Linked DNA regions of Triticum aestivum: region 2 is linked to region 1. The links are chromatin contacts, called in public Hi-C maps. All regions are on one chromosome and are shown on one strand. Each heading gives the region's core, a stretch centred on a gene start, on an enhancer-like site or on the middle of the called end of the contact. The rest is flanking DNA. Distances are from core to core; before and after follow the strand shown. Region 1 has its middle 160 kb from the start of LOC123103957. Region 2 holds the start of LOC123103957.

Evidence for each region. Hi-C and Micro-C count contacts between places; a contact is called where the count stands out from the background.
Region 2: a contact with region 1 is called in a Hi-C map of leaf, with 8 times the contacts expected there. The contact joins the promoter of LOC123103957 here to the enhancer-like site in region 1. A contact is called at or near these places in 2 of 5 Hi-C or Micro-C datasets (both in leaf) and 1 of 1 datasets of contacts at active chromatin or transcription factors (leaf).

What each region holds. Positions count from the first base shown.
Region 1 is chr5A:452,782,871-452,788,095 of IWGSC CS RefSeq v2.1, reverse strand. No RefSeq gene overlaps it. Among protein-coding and RNA genes, the nearest start is that of LOC123103957, 160 kb to the left of the region's middle. Within about 2 kb of position 3,010, at least 3 of the 8 cell types and tissues checked have an H3K27ac peak or open chromatin away from gene starts, as enhancers often do. A contact at or near this core is called in leaf, where this site is marked.
Region 2 is chr5A:452,946,700-452,951,924 of IWGSC CS RefSeq v2.1, reverse strand. It overlaps LOC123103957, which reads right to left and starts at 2,260. Exons shown (of 1, transcript XM_044525660.1): 1 at 802-2,260. The coding sequence starts at 2,144. The coding sequence ends at 957.

The sequences.
Region 1 (5,225 bases), core at 1,761-4,260:
AAATACATACCTTGGTATGATTTGAAGAAGTTCATAATGATTCAGTCCAAGAAGGCGTTCTTGCCTGTATTACAAGGTGTGAAGTTGAGTAAGACTCAAAGCCCGACCACGGCAGAAGATAGAGAGAGAATGAAAGTCATTCCCTATGCCTCAGCCATAGGTTCTATACGATATGCCATGTTGTGTACCACACTTGATGTTTGTCTTGCCACTTATCTGGCAAAGAGGGTACAAGAGTGATACAGGAGTGTACCACTGGACAGCGGTCAAAATTATCCTTAGGTGCGTTAAAGAGGACTAATGAAATGTTTCTCGGTTATGGAAGTGATAAAGAGTTTGTCGTAAAGAGTTACGTCGATGCAAGCTTTGACACTAATCTAGATGACTCTAAGTCTCAATCTGGATACGTATTGAACGTGGGAGAAATTAGCTAGAGTAGCTCCATGCAGAGCATTGTAGACATAGATATTTGCAAAAATACATACAGGTCTGAATGTGACAGACCCGTTGTCTAAACTTCTCTCACAAGCAAAACATGATCACACCTTATTACTCTTTGGGTATTAATCAAATGGCGATGTGAACTAAATTATTGACTCTAGTAAACCCTTTGGGTGTTGGTCACATGGCGATGTGAACTATAGGTGTTAATCACATGGCGATGTGAACTAGATTATTGACTCTAGTGCAAGTGGGAGACTGAAAGAAGTATGCCCTAGAGGCAATAATAAAGTTGTTATTTTATATTTCCTTATTCATGATATAGGTTTATTATTCATGCTATAATTGTATTGATCGGAAACCTAAATACATGTGTGAATACATAAACAAATATCATGTCCCTAGTAAGCCTCTACTAGACTAGCTCATTGATCAAAGATGGTTAAGATTTCCTAAGCATAGACATGTGTTGTCATTTGATAACGGGATCACATCATTAGGAGAATGATGTGATGGACAAGACCCACCCGTTAGCTTAGCATATTGATCAGTCAGTTTTATTGCTATTGCTTTCTTCATGTCAAATACACATTCCTTCGACTATGAGAGTATGCAACTCCTGGATACCGGAGGAATGCCTTGTGTGCTATCAAATGCCACAACATAACTGGGTGATTATAAAGATGCTCTACAGGTATCTCCGAAGGTGTTTGTTGAGTTGGCATAAATCGAGATTAGGATTTGTCACTCAGAGTATCGGATAGGTATCTCTGGGCCCTCTCGGTAATACACATAATAAGCTTGCAAGCAAATGACTAAGGAGTTAGTCACAAGGTGATGTATTACGGAGCGAGTCAAGAGACTTGTCAGTAATGAGATTGAAGTAGGTATGAAGATACCGACGGTCGAATCTCGAGAAAGTAACATACCGATAGATAAAGGGTATAACGTATGTTGTCATAATGGTTCGACCGATAAAGATCTTCGTAGAATATATAGGAGCCAATATGGGCATCCAGGTGATACGTCTCCAACGTATCTATAATTTTTTATTGTTCCATGCTATTATATTATCTGTTTTGGATGTTTTATATGCATTTATATGCTATTTTATATTATTTTGGGGACTAACCTATTAACATAGAGCCCAGTGCCAGTTCCTGTTTTTTCCTTGTTTTTGTGTTTCGCAGAAAAAGAATACCAAACGGAATAAAACCTTCGCAATGATTTTTCTTGGACCAGAAGACAACCAGGAGACTTGGAGATGAAGTCGGAGGAGCCACGAGGCGGCCACAAGGACAAAGGGTGCGCCCCCACCCCTGTGGGCCCCTCGTGCACCTCCTGACCTAATTCTTTTGCCTATATATACGCATATATATCCCCAAACCAACAGGGGCATCCACGAAAACACTTTTCCACCGCCGCAATCTTTTGTACCCGTGAGATCCCATCTAGGGGCCTTTACCGGTTTCCTGCCGGAGGGGGATTCGATCATAGAGGGCTTCTAGATTGCTTCAATGGAGAGGCTCAATATATTTAGCATGCAATTAATATCATATCAACAAAATCTATACTAATCACATAACAAACACGTACCAATTGAAATTATACTTAATTTTCTTTCTAATAACATCAGCCTGCATTGCCGCATTTACTAGTAGAGACAAAGAAAGACCCCCGGGTTTGCTGTTTGCGCAGCTTAAAGACCCTGCAAATAATTTCCGAGTACTTGCCATTCGTCGCCCAGGAGGCTTGGATCATAGTATCATGCAAGCTCGGCGACCAAGCGTATACACATCAAAATGGACAAGCTCTTGCCATAGCCTAGAGTAATAGAGAAGGAGCTCCACGCCAAGGAACACATATGTTCATAGCCCAAAGCCCCCAAAGGCCAGCGCAACGAACAGTACACGCGGATAGGATCCGGATGTGCCCTGCCCAGCATAGGGAAGGGGGGATGCTGGTTCACTCAGCCTGCTTCGTTGTTCAACTGTTCATCCCCTGCCAAAATTCAATAATACGTAAAGATAATGGTCGGAGCCCACCTGTGGTTTCCCATGATTTTGGTCTCCCAGGACCCACGCACCCGTTGATGGGCTCATCGAGCCGCCGCTGTCCGCCACACTATTTAGGCTCTGTTTGGTACAGCCTGTACGTACGGCAGCGCGTACGTGCTGTATCAACGTAACAGTCCCGGACAAGATGGATTGAATTTTGCTCGCAGTTTCTTGGAAAAATGCCGTGTCGGTGCAATGCAATTGTTCAGATCACATGGTTCTTCGTCCCACGGTCACCGGTGACTTGGAAAAATCACTGGAAACGTTACTAGTATAAAAGTTTGAAGCTTGGTGTTATCTTTCTGTGAGCTGAGATGCTAGGTCACCTGTCAGCATGCCATCGCATCGACGGGAGCGGCCTGGTTGAGCACGCCTGCAGCCGTTTCGACGTCGGGCATAATCTTGTCCCTTTGGATGTGGAACGGCAGGCAGCGCAGCATTTGATGCGGCCCGGTCTGATCTGGACCGCATAAAAAGTCGACGTGACAGTGAAATCTTAGCCATCAAATTGACGCGACGTCCAGATCTTAGCCGGCCGTCGCGCCTTTGCGAAGCGTGAGTCACACCGGCTGGCACTATAGCGCAGCGACAGTTCTGGGAATACTTGTCGCAGTTGGCTACGTATACATTGAGCTTTCTTTGGAATCTCGGCGTGCTGCCTTCCTTGGGCAATCTCTCTGCTTGTCGTCGACCTCGACCTGGCGCTGTCAGAATACAAGTGAGAACGAGAGAATGAAGTGATAAAGCACAAGAGCAAGTTGGAGATGGTGTGGCTTTGTCAACATGTGATACAAGTGTGAACTCCTTTCTTGATCGGACGACTCGCAATGGCTATCTATGCTAGATTGCTTCGTGGTTGAGGTGAGGTGATTCCTTAGAATCTTAGATTAGCACGGTCCGTTGGCTGTAGGCCAACGTCGTCGCGCATAGTGGGAAATGTCGAAATGATATGACTGTATAGGACTGCACGGCAGACGAAACCGTGTAGCGATTCAGACAAGGAAAAGAGAGCGGGACAAATCAGCCGGAAGGACAGTTTGTCTGTCACTGTATTTCAACAGCGACCACATTAGTTAATGATGCATGTTCCTTGGAACACACTCAGTGCACACTGACATCGAAGCCGTGCGTGTACGCTCGTGATCAAAGGTGGTTGTTCTTCCTGGTGATGTAAGTCACACGCCACCCAGCTTCTGCCGCCTTCTCGAGCACAATCTGACCGCTCTCGGCAGTAAAAAAAACTGCACTGCACTGACAGAGCAGCAGCCATTCGCAGGCATGCATCTTCTTCCCCAACAGTTACACGCGCAAGTACCGAGCAGCAGGCATCTCGCGACTTTGCGGATCAGTACTTATTCTCTACTGCTGGATTAGGGAGGTGAATGGTTAATTACTCGCGGTAAAAGCGGGTTGGTAGAAGTGGCGAGCGTGGCTGATGCAGTCGTGCGGGCAAGTATAATGTCCACACGAGCGGGCGCGCGGCGCACGTGAGAGCATGTGCAGCTCGCGCGTACAGTAAGTAGGTGAGGTGGTGGCTTGTGAATCGGAGTCACGTCTGCTCCTCTCCACGCGTGATCGCACGTACGTTACGCACCAGTACGTCTCCTTTTTTCACCTGCCGCAAACGTGAACGGCCATGAAAGGCTGGCTGTGCGGTGCACCGGCGCCTGTATTATACAGCCCTTTAATTGGCACGGTGCCTTCCACGGATATACGTACTTCCTCCGTCCGAAAAACCTTTTGTCTTTCAAATGAATGTATTAACATGGTACTAGATATATCCATTTGAGTGTTAAGTTTGGAACAAATTTTTTCGGACGAAGAGAGTACTGACCGGCTAGCTGTAGGTAAGTGGATGAAAATGTGCAGGTGCCGACACATATCCCTTTACCTGCAAATTTTCGGAAAGGAGAAGAAAGGCATGAGAACGGAGGAGCCGACGAAAAGGGTATATGTCGCTTAATGCGACGTATACGCCACACTCGCCTATGGCTTACCTACCGGTGGTTTTTCTTCGTATTTGTTTGGGGAGGTCTTTGTTTTCTGGGAGCAACTAGTTAACGAGCGCTCCTTCGGGAGCCTCGCAACGATCAGCGTCACTTGGCGCGCTCTCAGTCATTTGTCACGTGTCGCGTTCTGGACGCTTCCTTCGGATTTTGTTTTTTTATTTTTCCGCACGCCTTTTCGGCTTTTTAAATGGTTTTTTCGGGTTTTTTCGACGTTTGGTTTTCCCCCGGTCTTCCTTAGCTTTTCGATAAAAAAATTTGAAAAAAAAATTTCCGCGAAAAAACACATTTTTTTCTTTCGCGAAAGTAACGGTTTTTTCCGCGAGAGGCACGGTTGTGCTTTAGCGAGAGTCACGGTCGTGCCTTTCGAAAACGAAAAAACATGTTTTCTGTTTTTTTTCTTTCGCGAGAGGCACGGTTGTGCTTTCGCGAGAGTCAGGCCGTGCCTCTCGGAAAGGGAAAAACAAAACGCATTTTTTGTCTTTTTTTCTTTCACGAGAGTAACGGCCGTGCCTCTCAGAAAGGAAAAAAATACGTGTTTTCTGTTTTTTTTCTTTCGCGAGAGTCATGGTTTTGCATCCGCGAGAGGCACGATTGTGCTTTCGCGAAAGTCACGGCCGTGCCTCTCAAAAACGGGAAAAAACGTGTTTTCTGTTTTTTTCCTTTCACGAGTCACGGTTTTGCTTCCACGAAAGGCACGGACGTGATTTTGCGAGAGACA
Region 2 (5,225 bases), core at 1,011-3,510, 160 kb before region 1:
CACGGCCAGCGGCGGGCGCGCCCACGGGCCGCCCGCGCGTGTGCAGCCATGCAAGTTGCCCGCCGGCCCGGCGATGACAACGGGACAAAGCCTTCCTTTTGGGGCGAGCACGAGCACGCCGTGGCGCGAGGCAAGGAAAGGGACGGGCGTGCCTCCCGATCCTCTCCCGATGTCCCTTTCCCCCTGCTTAAGAAAAGAAAAGAAAAGCAGGGCGATTGCTTGCTACTAATTAGTTACCGCCAGCCACTGAGCGCACGATGCATGTTGAGATGTTCTTGCTTGGTTTGCAGACATGCAATGCAACTTGGAGGAGGAGCATGCTGAGCACCCAAGGAAAGCATGCACGCACGCACGTACGTACCCTCTGTAAAGCGTAGCCCGAACTCTTGGCAGTTGGTCAACTGATGCTAATGCAAATGGGGTTAGCCGTTGTAAAGCGCGAGCGCGTGATCCTGTAAGTTCTCGCGTGATCCCTCACGGTTGGATCATTGGATGGATGGATGCATCGAAGTTTCGCAGGATCTGGTTAATCTCTTTGTGGATACTATATACCCATACCAGTGACTGCAAAGGCATCATGCAGCTGCACCACCCACCCATCGTGGTTGGTAAATGAATAAGATTCCACACAGCCAGGCCCTAACGGTATGGTATCCACCACATGCACACGGGAAAAAGATACCGTCCATCCGTGGAGGGGAACACAAGGGTTGGATGGATCCCTCGGAAGAACAGCGTTAATTTCTGGGGCGTTGTGTTCTCTGCAATTGACGGTACATCATGCACGTGGACACGGCTTAATTTACTTGCGTACGCGAACATGGCCTCGTTTACTTTTCTCACTTAGTAGTAGTGACATACAAGTGTTGTTGTTTAATCGAATCGATTTCCCCCTCCTTCGAGGGGAAAAGAAAGAAGAAAGATTAACCGCCGACGCCTCCGGCGAGATCAGCTGGTCACGACCGCGCCACCGTCCGCGCGAGGCGCTGGACCTTGGCGGCGATCTCTGGGGGCACTCGCACGGCCGACCGGTGCGGCTCCTTGCACCGCCGGAGGTCCAGCCCCAGCGCGTCCGACACGTCCTCGGAGCTCCACCCGGCCCGCCTGAGCGAGTCTGAGCACCGGTCCGTCTTCAGCAGGAGTGTGTCGAGCACGGCCTCCGCGTCGGCGGCTGGCGGAGCCTCCTCGCCGTCGAACATCCCCGACGCTGCCACCTCCACCATCTCGTCCACCTCCCTGTCCCTCCAGCCACCTTTCTTGAGCACCGATCCGAGCTTGTCCAGGTAGTTGTCGACCCAGCGCGGTGTCGACCTCCGAGGTGGCGAGCAGCAGCCTGACGACGATGTGGATGCGGTGGAGGCCTCAGAGGACGACGAGTCGCGGCGACGCCGGTCGGAGGCGGCGTCGCTCCAGAACTCGATCCAGCGTGGGGCCTGGCCGCCGCAGGCCGCGTCGAGGCTGCGCCGCGTGCACGGCGTGCTCGTGCCGGAAGAGGGCATCGCCGCGAACGGGGAGGAGATGTCCATGGGCTGGAAGGACGACTCCCGGGTGAAGAAGTGGACGACGTCGAGGCCGCAGCAGAGGACGCGGTCGTCGGTGACGAAGAACACGGGGTTCCCGGCGAGGGAGGGGCTGCAGGGCAGGTAGCAGCGGTCGAAGAGCGGCACCAGCAGCGGCGCGCGCCGTATGGCGGAGCGAGCGAGCCGCCTCGCGCGGTCGGAGTCGGCCGGCCTCTTCCCCCAGCACCGCGGCCACAGCGCGCCCCTCGCGATCTGGAGCGACGCGGCCGCGACGGGCAGGTCGAACGCGGCGCGGAGCCCCGCGCGGGAGCGCCAGTCCGGGAAGCCGGGGCCCGACGGCAGCCCGAGGGCCAGCACGGCGCGGAGGTCGGGCGGGAAGGTGAACCCCATCTCGGCCTCGGCGCGGGCGAGCTCCATCTCCGAAAGCCCCGGGAGGACGGCCACCCCGGAGGCCCGGAGGTGCGAGAGCACGGACGACGCCACGCCCTGGAAGGAGTAGAGCCCGTGGCGCGGGGACGCCGACGCCGAGGAAGGGCCGGCCGCGGCGCGCGTGGACAGGCGGCGCAGGCCGGCCGCGTGCGCCGCCGGGGCCATGCCCGCCATCCGGTGCTCCACATCCACCATCGCGACGGCCCGACTCGCCTCGGCGAGCGGCTGCTTTCCCCGGTGCGTCTTGGCTTTTGGATGCGGGGAGCGGGGAGTTCGTGCGCGAGAGGCAGAGAAAAACGGCAGAGAGCGAAGGAGACGGGCGGACACGGTGGTAACGGGGTACGCTATATAGCAGGAAGCAGCCGTGGCCGTGGCCGTGGGGGGTGGAGGACAAGTCTGGGCCCAGCGGCCATGGGCCGTGGCCCCACTTTGGAGATCTGAGGTCCTGCCGCTGGGTGTTGCGTGGGCCCAGCCACAGCGATGCCTCCAGCATAGAGGACGCTATAATCCAGACCAGAAAAAAAAAGTGGAAGAGGAGACGCTGATCGGTGTCAGCCTGTCAGCAGGCAAGCAGCCTACAGTGTGATCAACTGGTTTGTATTAGCATTTCTGTCTACTTTTTACCGCCGAATTTAATGGCTAACAAAACTGGACAGGTCATGAAACCAGATTCTCTGCTCTGTTTTCTTGCGAACAACAGGAGCTCAGATATTTTAGTATGGCACGTCAAATCGCGGGTAACCCAAACTATGGTAGAAGATCGTGAGGTCACGGCAATACAAACACAAATTGTTTGAGTCACAAGAGGGAAGCTTAACATGTGATTAACAAGAAAAAAAATTCACATTGGGTGGTGTGGGCGAGGCGCAAGGGTTGGATGTAGACCCGGTAGAGTGGGCAATGAGGCAGTAGTCCGTAGTAGAAGCTTGGGTGGTGTGGGATAAATTTCACATGGAAATAAACATTGTAAATGTGACCTCGGGGAGCTTCTTCCCCTTCCTTTTACAATGAATGATACATATACTCATGCGTATTTGAGAAAAAATAATCACATTCACGGTTGTATCCCACTGAACTACCACTTTCAAAACGTCAACAAAAGGCTACCACTTTAATCTAAATTTTGGCAAAAATATATATGATTTTGCTCACACACGAACACATCACCGTGTACCTCCAACACCGAGAGTGGTGCACCATAGCTCACGTTTAAGAAGCCTCGCCTGAAGCGTGATCCACAGGAAAACTTTTGAGGACCCGAAACCCCACACATTCAGCAAGGACCCCGTCAGGGAGTGCGGTGGCTATGAGCTGCCCTAGGTAATGTCACTTTTCATGTTAAGAGCAAGTACAATAGAGCTGAGTCAGCGGGCTATAAGGAATAAACCAATATATTTGTGCTTAGTTGGAGGAAAGAGAAGAGGAGAGAGAAGATAAGCGGGCTCTTGGTGAAGAGCCAGCTCTAGCACGTGCTCCTAGACACTTTGTGAGAATGAAAGGTGGGCCACATAATAAAAAAGTAGTACACTCTTTTGATCTACTATTGTACATGTTGACTATAAGATGGGCTGTAGATGACATGGCACTGGCTTATAGCCAGCAGCTGGCTATACTATTAACCATGCTCTAATGGTAATGATCATATGGTACACTTTTCGAGGAAACAATCTCAAGTCCACAATATCAATTCTATTGGAAAAATTTCAACGATTACTATTGAAGGTTTTGAATTCCCTCTTCCTACTCTCATGAAGAAATATGATATTCTTATTATTGGGGACATGCATATCCCCGTTGAGATAACCTAGTGTTATTCGAAAATTCTCTGGTTTCATGCGGTTCAGAAAGAGTTTGTTAACAAGACTTGATCAATCTTGTTAGTGAATTTCTTTTGATGAACACGAGATGGATGAAGTTAGAAAGCACAACTCTCTGTACCCTCCTTTTACTTTCTGTTATTTACATTAAATAAAGTAAAAATAGTATTTTCTCTCTATTTTCTGAATTATCCTTGCAATAAAAATACCCCGAAAATAAAAGTTCTCCAAACGTCCTGAAAATGAAATTTGATTTTTTGTAAAATATTTAAGAATTTATGGCACTGAGAACACACCAGGGGCCCCACCATTGGCCACGAGGGCACAGGGCGTGCCCACCCCCTAGGGCGCGCCCTCTGCCTCGTGGGCCCCACATGGACCGCATCCACTTATTCCAGCACCCGCTCACTTCGTCTTCCTCCAGAAAAATCCTCTCATAGCTCAAACCCGTGTTCTAGCTCATCTTGCTGCCATTTTCGATCTCTCTGCTCAAAGCTCCATTCACAAAACTATTTGGGGAGATTGTTCTTCGATATGTGACTCCTCCAATGGTCCAATTAGTTTTTGTTCTAGTGTTTTATTTATTGCAATTTTTTGCTGCTAAGGTGACCATGTTCTTGAGCTTGCATGTCAAATTTATATGGTCCAAAGTAGTTTTAATGCATGATATAGCCTCTAGACACTTGTGGGAGTAGTTGCTATCAATCTTGTTGAGTTTGGTTCACTTTTATTTTGAGTCACTAAAATTTCAAAAAAAATTCAGAGAAAAAAAATGCATAGGAAAATGTACCAAGGTGGTTCCTCAAGGAAGCAAGGACCAAGGCTCGCGATACGTGAGTCGGACGATGAACCACCGAGGGAAGCTCAAGTGCGGCCTTGTGAATGGCCGCCAGAGGAGTTTATGGTCTAGGCAGGCATCAAGGATGAATTTGACGCGTATGTGTGTAATGCTGATCTTGAGGACTTCGTGTCAGATAAGTGCCTAAAGTACCACTACCTAACTGATTCCTTTGTGAGGAGGTTTAAATTTACATCCTCGCGCAATTCTCACACTGTTTTATTTGATCTTTATGATAAATCATATACCATGGACCTAGAAGATTTTAATACTGCTTGTAAACTCCCGCAGTGGGGCAATGTTAGTGAACCTCGCAATTCTGAATATAAAGACTTTCTTGCTAGTATCACTTTGGGGGAATATAGGGAAATCACACAAGCTATCATAGGGAGCATTCATTTCCCTTTCATACATTATTTTGCTCTCTTTATAGGTAGATGCATTAACGGTAAAGATGAGGCTTGTCACATGTGCATTCTAGATCTTTGTGTCCTCAAGAGTACGGTATTAGGCGATAAACAATATAATTTGGGGGCCATTGTGGCACGAAGGTTGCATCTTAGCGGTATAAGTGGAGATTTGTTTGGTGGAATTTATGCAACTCGTGTAGCTAATTATCTT